Linked DNA regions of Sus scrofa: region 1 is linked to region 2. The links are chromatin contacts, called in public Hi-C maps. All regions are on one chromosome and are shown on one strand. Each heading gives the region's core, a stretch centred on a gene start, on an enhancer-like site or on the middle of the called end of the contact. The rest is flanking DNA. Distances are from core to core; before and after follow the strand shown.

The links. Hi-C and Micro-C count contacts between places; a contact is called where the count stands out from the background.
Region 1: a Hi-C map of skeletal muscle shows a contact between it and region 2, with 4 times the contacts expected there. The contact joins the promoter of PPHLN1 here to the promoter of YAF2 in region 2. A contact is called at or near these places in 2 of 5 promoter capture datasets (fetal liver and liver), 13 of 47 Hi-C or Micro-C datasets (embryonic fibroblasts, fetal heart ventricle, fetal skeletal muscle and 4 more) and 2 of 2 datasets of contacts at active chromatin or transcription factors (alveolar macrophages and skeletal muscle).

Annotation. Positions count from the first base shown.
Region 1 is chr5:73,554,428-73,560,253 of Sscrofa11.1, forward strand. It overlaps PPHLN1 (periphilin-1), which reads left to right and starts at 1,778. Exons shown (of 8, transcript XM_013997950.2): 1 at 1,778-1,928. It overlaps ZCRB1 (zinc finger CCHC-type and RNA-binding motif-containing protein 1), which reads right to left and starts at 1,813. Exons shown (of 8, transcript XM_021092556.1): 1 at 1,627-1,813; 2 at 296-381. The coding sequence starts at 379.
Region 2 is chr5:73,494,837-73,500,940 of Sscrofa11.1, forward strand. It overlaps YAF2 (YY1-associated factor 2), which reads right to left and starts at 2,511. Exons shown (of 7, transcript XR_002344163.1): 1 at 2,225-2,511; 2 at 1,684-1,809; 3 at 1-128.

The sequences.
Region 1 (5,826 bases), core at 528-3,027, 59 kb after region 2:
ACTACCAGTTTCGAAAGCCAAGTAAGCAGCCGGAAAAATCAACTTGATTATGCTAGGGGTATCTTCTGTGTTTATTAAAAAAAACTTGTTATTCTCTATAAATAAATGAGAATTTTCTTTGGAAATCACAAGTATCTAATTTTTTTTCACTTACATATTCAACAGAGGTCCTTAGTATTAATGATTTAAGTGACTGTAATGTACTTAAGAATTTTGCTTAAGAGAGAACTGTTCAACTACATTTGTATCTCAAATAGAGGATTCAGTAGGTAAGAGTACTAATACAAAAACTTACCCGATATAAGTCATTGTTGGTCAGGGAAAAGGGCAAGTTGGATACATACACTGTGCTTTTACTTGGGGCTAATCCACCACTCATTTCTAAAAAAACAAACAAACCCAAAAGCAATCAAAACCAAGTATTCTTCATTCCAAGTAAAATCAATATTATTGGCAAATGTTAAATTTACATACTTTCCTAACTTCTTAGTAATACTTAGGAGCAATGACTCCAGCTGGGTGAATTAAGGAACTTCTTTTCTCCAGACACTACTTAGAGTTTTCTGGTCCTTCTTTTTATTTACTTACTTGTATTTATTTTTTTATGGCCACACCTGTGGCATATGGAAGTTCTCAGGCTGGGGTGGAATTGGAGCTGCAGCTGCTGGCCTACACCACAGCCACAGCATTGCCAGATCCTTAACCGCTGAGTGAGGCCAGGATCGAACCCACATCCTCATGGACACTAGTTGGGTTTATTACCCCTAAGTCACAAGAAACTCCTGGTCCTTCTTCCTAGTAGATTCATTACACTAATCCTTTCAGTGATGAATATGGTGTGAATGGAGAGGTGAGTTTCTAACAGATGAAGGAAAAACACTGAGGACACTCTTAAGCTCCCCTCAGGCTAAAAGCAAGAAAGTGCTTTCAGATATGCTTATTACCTTGCCTAAGCAGCTAGAAAGTGTCTAGGAGCTCAGAAGGAACCTTAGCCATTGATTTTTGCTAATTTGGCTGGGTACCTTTTTGGTTGTCATAATATTTTTCTCTGGAGTTGTGTTACCAGGAAATTTTAGCCTCATCTTTCGATGATGTAAAGAAACTTTCAAATCACTAATTTTCACATTATTGCTAATTTGAAATGATACATTATATGAATAGTTTTCAGTGCCCTGAAGGGTATTGATTTGTATATGTATTTTAAGTGTACAAATATAATCTGTAATACATTTCTATGCTATATATTACAAAGTCAGTAATAATCTGTGAGAATTACATCGGACTCAGTCAAACTCAAATTTTCGATTTTAAAAACGTGTGTGGTGGGTATTTAAGATCACAAACGACAAAATATTCTAAAATGATGTAATGGGAAAACGCGCTGATGCTCGCTTGGCACGCCGGACTTAGACAACTTCAGGAACTCAGCATCGATAGGTCGCTTTTTAAAAGCTTCCAACTGAAACTCCTCGCACGTTAGCCGTTCTGGTTAGAACGGGGAAGGCAGGCAAAGGTAAAGGTCCTGTAATTAAAAAAAGGTGTAGGGAGAGAGGGACAAGTGATTCCGGCGGCTGGGTCTGGGGAGGAGCCCGTAGGGAGAAAGGCCGCAGCCGGGGAGGAGCTTACCTTCAGGTGGGGCGGGCCCAGGAGACCCGAAAAGCGCGAGCCTCAGCTGGGGCTCAAGCCCGACAGTTCGTTGCCCCTCGCAGCTGCCTTGGCATCACGGGTCCCGGGAGGGGTCAGGTTCCGTAGATGAGAAAGTAGCAGCAGTAGCGCCTCTTCCCGGCTCCCCTTTGACCCACGCTCTGGAGGCGGGCCTAGGGGCGGGTGCTTTTGCTGACGTCTTTATGCGCGCCGGAAGTGCTGCCTGGGAGCGCGGCGACGAGCGGACGATTGTATTTACGGGGTCTCCCGGAGGCTCAGAGTCGGTGAGCGGATTTTATCATTCTGAGAGGTGGGCAGGGACAGGCGCGTGGGCCGGTACAGGGTCGTTGGCCGGTACAACTCTAAGGAATGAGCGGGCGGGTGGGCGTTTCCGCGGCGGGACCTGGAGTCTCCCGCTGCATTTGAATCGTGCAACAAACAGTTCTGCCCCTGCGGTTGAGGGTGGAGAGACTAGTGGGAGTTTGGAATAAAGAAAGTGTTGAGTCTGTGGTATAGGTTCGCTTCTGTATAGCACCATAATATGTAAAAAGAGGACTGATCTAGGTGAGTTCAATGACTCGAGATCAGTTAGGAAGTCAGTAAATTTACTGAGTGTGTTCGACGTACCCAGTTCGGTTGTAGGCACTTAAGGAGCTACAGAAAAGTGTAAAAGAGGCCTTTTGCTGCAGGATATCAGTCTTGTTGAGGAGACAAGGTCAACTTGGGGGAGACTCCGATTCACAGAATGACTCATCTTGAGTATTGGTATGGACAAATGTTAAACTTCTTAGCACTTTTTTTCCTCCTATAAATCTATAATGGGCACACACTGCTTTTTCTCTTAAGTGGCTGTAAACAGGCCCATCTTTCCTACAGAAAAATCAGAAAATAATGCAAGGTAGTTTATACTTAACTTCTACCCACCAGCACACACAGACCAGGCCTCTAACCACTCCCCGGGAGCCTGCGTGCCAGCAGCCTGGAACTCAGAGCCTCTCCTGGAGCCTGCACAGTCAATCCAGACCGAAGCTGATGTCTTCTAGAGAGACGGAAGTGCAATCCAGCCAGGGCGCTGCAGGATTTTGAGAGGCCCGAATGCCTCCGCGTCCACCAGGGGACCGCTGGGACTAATTCTCTTGGCAAACTTGTGGCCCACCAAAACTACTATGCTTCACATCCCTGTTATCCTTGGTTACCGCCCAAGATGTAAGCCCCTTTGGTCTTCTTTGCTACATCCTCATCCCCGTGCTGCTTTGTGCTCCCTCTCCCTTGATTTAGGCTATCACTGCTTCTTTCTCCTTTTCTTCCACATTTCACCCCTCGACAAAACATCTGTGCCCTCTGAAACCTTTCTTCTCTGCTTAACAAACTCTTTTACATGTTACACCTGTTTATGGAATTTTCTTCCTTCTCCTGACACTTATTTTTTCCCTCTAGCCTTTTCAATTGAGCCCATTCTCTGACACCTGCATTTAAGGCTGGGCGAAGTCTCTAGCGGTACTGAACTCATATCACTTTCTCAATAGTTTTTTCTTCCCTGAGGGTCTTTGCAAAAGTTCTTTTTTCTCTGTGGCATTTGATTTTTCCGGATCCCTACCCTACCTCTTTCTGGATAATTCGTACACCTGCTAAAGATCTCAGTTTAGTCACTTTCTCTGACTTCTCTTAGAGTTAGGTACTCTTACCAAGTGCTAAGTGCCTTCTGCTTCCCTCATAGTAGCACTTACCAGATATATCTCGATTGCTTATCTCTTTTGCTTCTGAGCTAGATTGTTCAGAAGGGACCATATCTGTCTTGTTTACTTTTGTAATTCCAGGGCCTAATAGGCAGTCCAGTATTTCTTAATTATTACAGTTGCTGCAGGTACAGTCTCAGAAGTTAGGCTGTTGATGTATCATCTCTGGACTTTAAAATGTAAAAATCTTTCAAAAGGCGTCAGCTGCTATTCAGGTACAACTGGTTGTGGCTGTGTAATTGATTGTGTGGTCCCAGTGTTACTGGAGCATCCAGTTTTTTCAAGGAAAATTGGAAATACAGTTTCTTAAAGTGTTATCTCCCAGTTTTAAAGTATGGTCAATGGAATAAAGTTTTATTAAGAAAAAAACCTTGGGCCAAACACAAGTTGTGACTTCTTATTCACTGGTTTAGAATCTGTTATAAGTTTCAGAAATGGGCTTTGTGGAGAATAATAGATTTTGAACTGGGCCTAGATGGATGTTCAAAAATTGAGACAATGGAAAGAGGTATTCCAGCTTGGGAAATAAGTCAGACAACTCCAGAGTAGTGTTTGTTACTTTATGGGACAGAGAAGAGACACAGCATGAATGATTCTTTGGGAGAGAACAGGAGGCTAGGTGAGATGATAGAGGGCACATAGGAAGGGCAGAGAAGTTTGGATTTGTTACAGTTAATTAATAAGAAACTGTTTGGGTTCTTGATCAGGGAAACCAGATCTGACTGACATATTAGCAAAATTAATTGAGTATCCTTTTTTAAAAAAGGGTGAAACGGAGAGTAAAAGACTAGAAGGTGGCTGACTAGTTGACTGTAACCTCCATCCAGAGGTGAAAAGAGATTTAGATTTGGAAATATTATACATAGTCAACATCCAGTATTTTTGTCTCTTTCAGTACTTTCTGTTACTTGATCACTTATTGAACAATCAAGAGTCTCCTACTCGAGTTCCTGTTGTGGTTCAGTGGGTTAAGAACCCGACATAGTGTCTGTGGGTATGTGGGTTCATTCCCTGGCCTCACTCAGTGGATTGAGGATCTGGTATTGCTGCAAGCTGTGGCGTAGGTTGCAGATGCGGCTCAGGTTCGACCCCTAGCCTGGGAACTCCATATGCCGCAGGTGTGGCTGTAAAAAGGAAATCTACTACTAGGTATTTAATACAGTACAGTGGGGCTTCTAAAAGACGTTTCCTTAAAGCAGTGAGAAACCAGGTAATGTAGGAAGCCATGTAACTTAGTAGAGAAGACTGTGCTTTAACAGTACTGAGTTAAGTTAAATTGCTCATTATGAAACAGCCAATGATCTCCTTTCCTCTAGCCTCTTTTGCCTGTAATCCGTTTTGAATACTGCCAGGTGAATCTTCTGAAATGACATTTTCCCCCTCATCTCATATCTAGGTTTAAAAGCCTACAGGGAACTCCTTTAGTTTTTTGCTTTGTTGTGTCCTTGAATTTGTTCTCTCTGTCCTTGCCGTTTGCTTTGTGTAGCAATGTGATAGGGTTGAAAGGGCTGGATTTTAAAGTTATAAAGGCCTGGTCTGATTCCAGGATCCATATGGCCCTGGAATTTGAGCTTTTCAGAGGCTCCATGTTTTATGTGAAATGGGAAGGATAATATATACTTCAAGGGAGTTAGTTAATGAAAACTTGTTGAATACCTATGCAGGCTCATTTCCCACTCCTTTGCAATGCGAATCTTCTGCCCTGGTCTTTTCTGTCTTTCTCATGCACATTTTATCTTCCCCAATTCCTTTCTGTTTTCCTGGATTCTGCCATTTACTATTGTTCATCTGCATTTAAACAGTCTCTCAAGATTCGATTCTGTTTACATTTTCTTGGCATTCTTAACTACCATTGCTTGCGTTTATCCCTCCCTGAGCACTGAACAATGATTAATTCCTGTGGATTATTTGCTTTATTTTGACTTTTTTTTTTTTTGGTTTTTTTAGGGCCACACCTACAGCATATGGAAGTTCCCTGGCTAAGGGTCTAGTTGGCAGCGGCAGCTGCTAGCCTGCACCGCAGCCACAGCAAAGCCGGATCCGAGCCATGTCTGCGACCTACACCACAGCTTGCAGCAGATCCTTAGCCCACTGAGCAAGGCCGAGGATTGAACCCCTGTCCTCATGGATACTAGTCAGATTCGTTACTGCTGAACCACAATGAGAACTCCTATTTTGACCATTTTAATTGGTATGTATGTTAGGTTTTTTCCCCCCCACGGACTTTAATTATAACATTCATTTTTTTTTTTTTTTTTTTTGTTTTAGATGTCTGGAATTTTAAACATTTTCAAGCAGAAATAATATTATGTAATTTTTAGATTCAAGTTGACCCTTAAAAACTTCCTGTTTTAATTTAAGATGTCAAGAATACATTTACCTTGCTTTAACATCAATGGGTCTGATCCTAAGATGAAATAAGTTTAAAATTAAAAAAAAAAAAAAA
Region 2 (6,104 bases), core at 1,261-3,760:
CAGGTGCCAGGTATTCGGCCTGTTTCTTCTCTTCTGAGCTGCCACCACCTACTCTATTTCTCAGGGTTCCTCTAACCCCAAGACTGGCTGTGGAGTAGGACACCAGCTTCCCCCCTTCCTTGCTGTCCCTGCAAATAAACATATAAGCTCTTCTAGTTTCAGTATTTTTCTAATGGCTATAAGAAAATAGAGAGGGAACAACAAAAAGCAACAATATTGAACCAGAGGTTAAGATTATAATAATTGTCTCCACATTAAACTTCCTGCCTCCAAAAACCAGATTTTCTGAAAATTGCTTATTGAGCATTTAAAAAAATACAAAGTACTAACATAGATATACAAATATAATCTAGACCAAATCCAACCTTATATAGACATAAAGATGTAAAGATACTCTGCTTTCAAAAATAGTTTAATCACGGGTCCACATTCATTTTAGCAAAATTTTTTTCCTTTTAGCATGTTCTGTTATATTCCCTTGAATTTAATAGATGTTTGAAAGTTTGCCTTTTAAGACATCATGAAAATACTCAACATATTTTATCCAATGTAAATGAGAATATACCAAAAGTGAATTATGACTTACAAAAAGGTTATGTCAAAAGTAGCCAGCTTCACTGAGCAAATCTACAAATTTCAAGTTTTTGACAACTATTTCTGTCTCTACATTTTAAAAATTTAATAAAATGCTGTAAATAGTGTTTTAAAATCTGGATATCTCATTTTCAGAAATCTAACTTCTACTGAATATATATTAATACTATATAATCCTTTAAAAAAAACAGTTTATTGTATCAGTATAGGTGTGACAATTTACTTTCTAATTGACTTTAATCAAAAATATGTCATCTAAATACCAGGGTATAAATCACAGTAACTACGTGCTGGCAGATCAAGAATGCCCATGACTTTAAATTTCCTGAATGATTTTCTTTATCCACTTAATTCACTTAAGTGTTTTTTTTTAAAGACTGTTATCATACTGTAAGCTTGCAATGAAATAAAGGCTGAAAATACGCAAAGATTAATTTTATCTCATTCATATAGTCTAATAAGAGTGCCGTTTAATCAAACAAAATAAAGTCAGATACTTGCAGTAAAAATGTGTCCCTGTGACTGGGCTCACCTCAACTATTTATAAAATGTTAGAGAACTGGGGTAAAGACACTACACAAAACCCTGATCTGACCCTTCTAGACGTTTATATTAAAAAAAAGCTTAATCTACTATGTATTCTATAATCAGATACTTTTTTGAGGAAGGAAATTAAATTACATCTTTTGCTTCTAAAGAGGATTGCATGGTGCTTCTTTGATTCCTACACACTAACACAACAATGCAGCCTACGTTCTTACATCCGGAATGTGTGCTGGGGAAAGGGGGATGCGGCATTACACCCAGCGATATGAATTAAATCATTAAATCGCAGTGGCTAATGCCTCTCTTTAATAATTTATTCTCTCTTGGCAGCAAGAAACGTTACAGCCTCTTCAATTTCCCTTCACCGCAAACGAGCGCTAGGGTCGCGATCAACGTGACCCAGTTCCTATCGCGGACACCACCTCAGTCTCGCCTCCGCCCGACGGGTGGGCGAGTGTCGCGGGAGGGGACGGCAGCCGCAGGGGCGTCCTCGGCGCCTCGACCCCGCCGGCTGGCGGCGCGCAGGGCAGGCGCGGGACTCACCGGGTGGAGGTGCCCTTCCGCACATCGCACATCATGCACTTGAAGGCCTCGGCGCTGTTCCGGAAGGTGCAGACGCTACAGTCCCAGTAACCCTCATCCGAGGACGGCTTCGGCTGCCGCTTCGGCCTGCAGGACACAACCCGGACACGACGCGGCGCGGGGTCACCAGCAGGCCGCGCCCGGGCCCCGCGGCCGCGCCCGCCCCGCCCCCCGCCCCAGGCCCGCGACCCCCGCCCCGCCAGCGCCCGGCGCGCCCGCCTCGGGCTCAGAGGGGGAGGGGAGTCAGGAAGGCGAGGGCGCGAGCGCGGTCGCAGCCGCCGCCTCCGCTCGGACACCCCGGCCTGCCGCGCCGGCCTCCGCCATCGCGGCTCCATTGTGGGGCGGCCGGCGCCGGCCCCTCACGCGGCAGCGCTCGCGCAGCAGCGGTGCCGCCCCCGTTCTAGCCCCGTTGCCCCGGCGGCGAGCGAGACGAGTGCCCGAAGCCCGCCGCGAGAGCCCCGTCGCCTGTACAGTCCGGGCCCGGGGGCCCGGGCGCTGTTACCTGGTAGGGCTCTTCTTGTCTCCCATGGCTTGGCCACAAACGCACGCCGAGAGTCGCCGCCGCGGCCGCTCTGTTTGTCAATAAGGAGGATAATAAGCCGGGCGGAAGCGGGCGGGGGAGGAGGGAGGGGGCGGGGAAGGCCGCACCGCTGAGCTCCGGAGCCGCCGCCGGATCCCACGCAGCCTCCAGCTGTCGGGGAAACTCCTGCCTGGGCCACGTGACCCACGCGAGCCAACCAGCGGCCGCGCCGGAGACTTCAAACGCGGCCAGCGCGGCCCAGCACTCCCGGCGAGTTCGCGGGCGGCGGCGTGGGGGTGGCCATCCCAGCCTCCCGCGCCGTCACCGTCTCTCGCCCGGTGCCGCCCGCTCCCTCTCGGCGTCCGCGGAGCCCCTCTGGCGGGGGAGGCGCCGTCCTCCCGCGCGAAGCCTGGTCCAAAGTGGGGCCAGCGTTCAGAGGTCAGCCCGGCCCCGGACCAGAGTGCGCGGCCGCCGTCTCCAGGTGGAACCGCTTTCCGGGCCTGAGCGGTCCTTGGCTCCTCAGCTCTAGCCCTAAGGATACCCGGGGGAAGGCGGGAGCCACCCGTCAGCGCCATTGCTAGGTGCCCTAAGCCACTTGCCTAGTTTTGTGCATAGAAATGCTGGCCAAGTAGGGATTGTCTCCTTAATTTGGAGAAAACGAAACCCAGGTTCAAGAGAGGTTAGGCGACTTCCTCTATATTACATAATTAGAGGTGGTGAAGCCAGGAATCTAACTGTTTTAATTCCAAATGAGCTCTCCTCGCCTCTCAAGCCTCTACAGTAGCTGCTTTAAAAACAAACAAACGAAAACAGCAACAACAGCAAAAAAAAAAAACCAAACACTCAAAAGACCTTTTCCCTTCCTTTTAAATAACGAGTTTGCGTGTGCCCTGTTAAGAACACGTTCCTAGCAGGTTTCATTACCGCAATGTACTGGATGCCCTCATCTTCTACTAGACTCTAGCAACAGCCATCCTACTGGTCTCTCTCTCTCTCTGAAGTTCCAGCCTCACCTTCCCAATCTTAGCAGTAATTCGCAACCAGATTAATAATAAAATGCTGGTAACGTTATGTCACCACGCTGATCAAGAACTTTGGTTAAAGCTCCTGGACTCTTAAGCCTACTAACACTTTTTAGCACTCTATGCTGGCACTTTGTAAGTCTCTTTACACAATGCGTGTTTTTAAAAGGGCTCAAAGTGCTGTGCAAATATTCCCATCAAGTAGCCTATCCCTTCATTTGAAAGACAAGGAATATAGGGACCAGGTTAAATGAGTTGGCTAGGTTTAGAGCTCAGATATGCTGTCAGTCTTTCTGCAAGCCGCTCTTCCTTTTTTATTTTTTAAACTGAAGTATAGTTGATTTACAATATTAAGTTTCAGGTACAGCATAGCGATTCAGTATTTTTGCAGATTATACTCCACTTTACATTATAACAATGGCTATAATTCCCTGTGCTGTACAGTTTATCCTTGTTGCTTATCTATTTTAGACATAGTCCTTTGTGTCTGTTAATCCTTCACTTCTAATTTGTCTGTCCTGCTTTCCTCTCCCCTTTGGTAACCACAAGTTTGTTTTTTTCTCTCTGTTAGTCTATTTCTGTTTTCAGTCCCTGTTTTCTAATTAACCATATCAATTTACAATTTACAGCTCTTTCTGAACTCAGTGCACCATCTGTATTTTTTGCAAGCATCACTTCTTACGACTCAGACCTCGATTGAGAGACCCAGAAACCATGAGGAATGTGATTAAGGAAAGCAATTAAGAGAAGAGATCTAAGGCCTAGTCTTCAATCTCTCAGTAATGCAGTAGGTAAATGTCAGTGTCTTTTTTTTTTTTCCATCTGTAAAATAAAGGAGTTAAAAATATTATCTCAATTCAGATCCCTTCCAAGTCTAAGGTATTGTGATATTTTTTAATTTCTCAGCTGGATGGATTATCATGGAGATTAACAAAAACTGGTTTACTTGCAAAAGCGATGGCAACAAACTATTTTTAAATCAAAAGAAAAGCAAAGGGAGCACTCTAAAAATCCCTAATGCTGCAAGTCACCATTTCTCTAGAATATAAAACCCACCACTAGAAAGTAAGCTGCGGCTCTGAACCATAAACTAAAGAAGGGCAGGAATTTTTTGTTTTGTTTTCATCACTGCATCTCCAGCCCCTAGAATAGTCTGACACATAGTACACAGTCAATAAATAGTCTGAGAATGAATACATTCTCCTGTGTCACAATTCTACAATGAGTTATTTTTTTATACCAGAATTTACAGCCTGTTAAGCTTATGGCATGCAGTGTATCATCAATCAATGCTAAAATTTACAACAGCCCTTCAAACTGTACTTTACAACTCTGCAAAGTAGTCCTTGTAGAAGAACCAGAAACCCCTTTTTCTTGGAAGCACCAAAGCACATGCCCTTGCCCTCTACCAGCTGCTTCCCATTTGCAGGTTCTTTTAGAAAAACCCCTTCCTGTAAGGGGTAGGCTTCCATGAAGATAGTAACACAGGAGCTACATCTAAATCGCCATGAAAGTCAGACCTTTATTCTGAAGTGTTTCTTACCTATCTGGAAGAGCAGCTGGTGGAGAATGGTGATTTGCAGCATTGGGAATTTTTTTTTTTCCGTCCATTTTTTTTTTTTTTTTAAGGGGGATACGGCATATGGAGGTTCCAGGCTAGGGGTCAAATCGGAGCTGTAGCTGCAGGTCTACACCACAGGTCACGGCAACACCCAGTCCTTAACCCAGGGATCAAACCCATGTCCTCATGGATACTAGTCGGGTTTGTTAACCACTGAGCCATGATGGGTACTCCAGCATTGGGGATTTTTGGAGTGACTAAGTTTCTTACCCACTCAGGTGTCCTTTCAATATATTAACAGAGTTCAGTACTTTATTTATTTTTGGCATATGGCATGCAGAAGTTCCCAGGCCAGGGATTGAACACAAGCCACAGCAGTAACCTAAGCCACAGCAGGGACAATGGCTTAACCACTAGACCACAAGAAACTCCAGAGTTCAATACTTTAGACATGCAGTTCACTAGGGTTAACAAGAGTTTTAACGATTTAACAATAAATTGTTGAAGTTTTCTAATGTTGTACCTTTTAAAAATTAAAATAATCCCTAAGCCATTGAAGTAATATTCCTTTCCATTCTGACGTGCTTCCCAGAATGGTAGAGACTGAAGTTATTGGAACTCTTCAGGGGATCTTGTTCATACGATTCTGTTCTCTGTGGAGGTGGATGAAAAGATTGAGTGTGCCTGTCTTAGATCAAGAAATTAACCTTCAATCCTAGAGACTTCAGGCTGGTCTGATTAGTCCTGAGTTTATATCAACAAGGCCAATACAACAGCAATAAAAACTATGTATTAAAGTTTTGTATATAGTTTTTAGGGACTAGACCCTGTACCTGAATTGAGGAGTACCATCTTGTTTACTGGAATTTGAGGAAAAATGGCATGAATGAGGCAGAAATAAGCTTCCCCCAAAGAACTCAAAGTATGACAATGATAAGCTATAGTTGTAAAAACCAATCACATTTTAAAAGGTTGACTGGTTATTGTTTAGTTGTTTGGTATTTTGTTTTATTTTTGCAAACTGAAGATACCTCTGTTGATCTTTGTTGGTCATAAAAGTTAAATGTTACCTATTGTATTAGCTTCTAGGGCGCCCAAACAAAATACCACAGACTGACTGGCTTAAGCAATAGAAACTTATTTTCTCACAATTCTGGAGGCTGAAAGTCCAAGAGTGAAGTCTCAGCAGGGTTGGTTTCTTCTGAGGCCTCGCTCCTTGGCTTAGATGCCGCCTCCTCTCTGTATCTTCATGTGGTCTTGCCTCTGTGTGTGTCTGTGT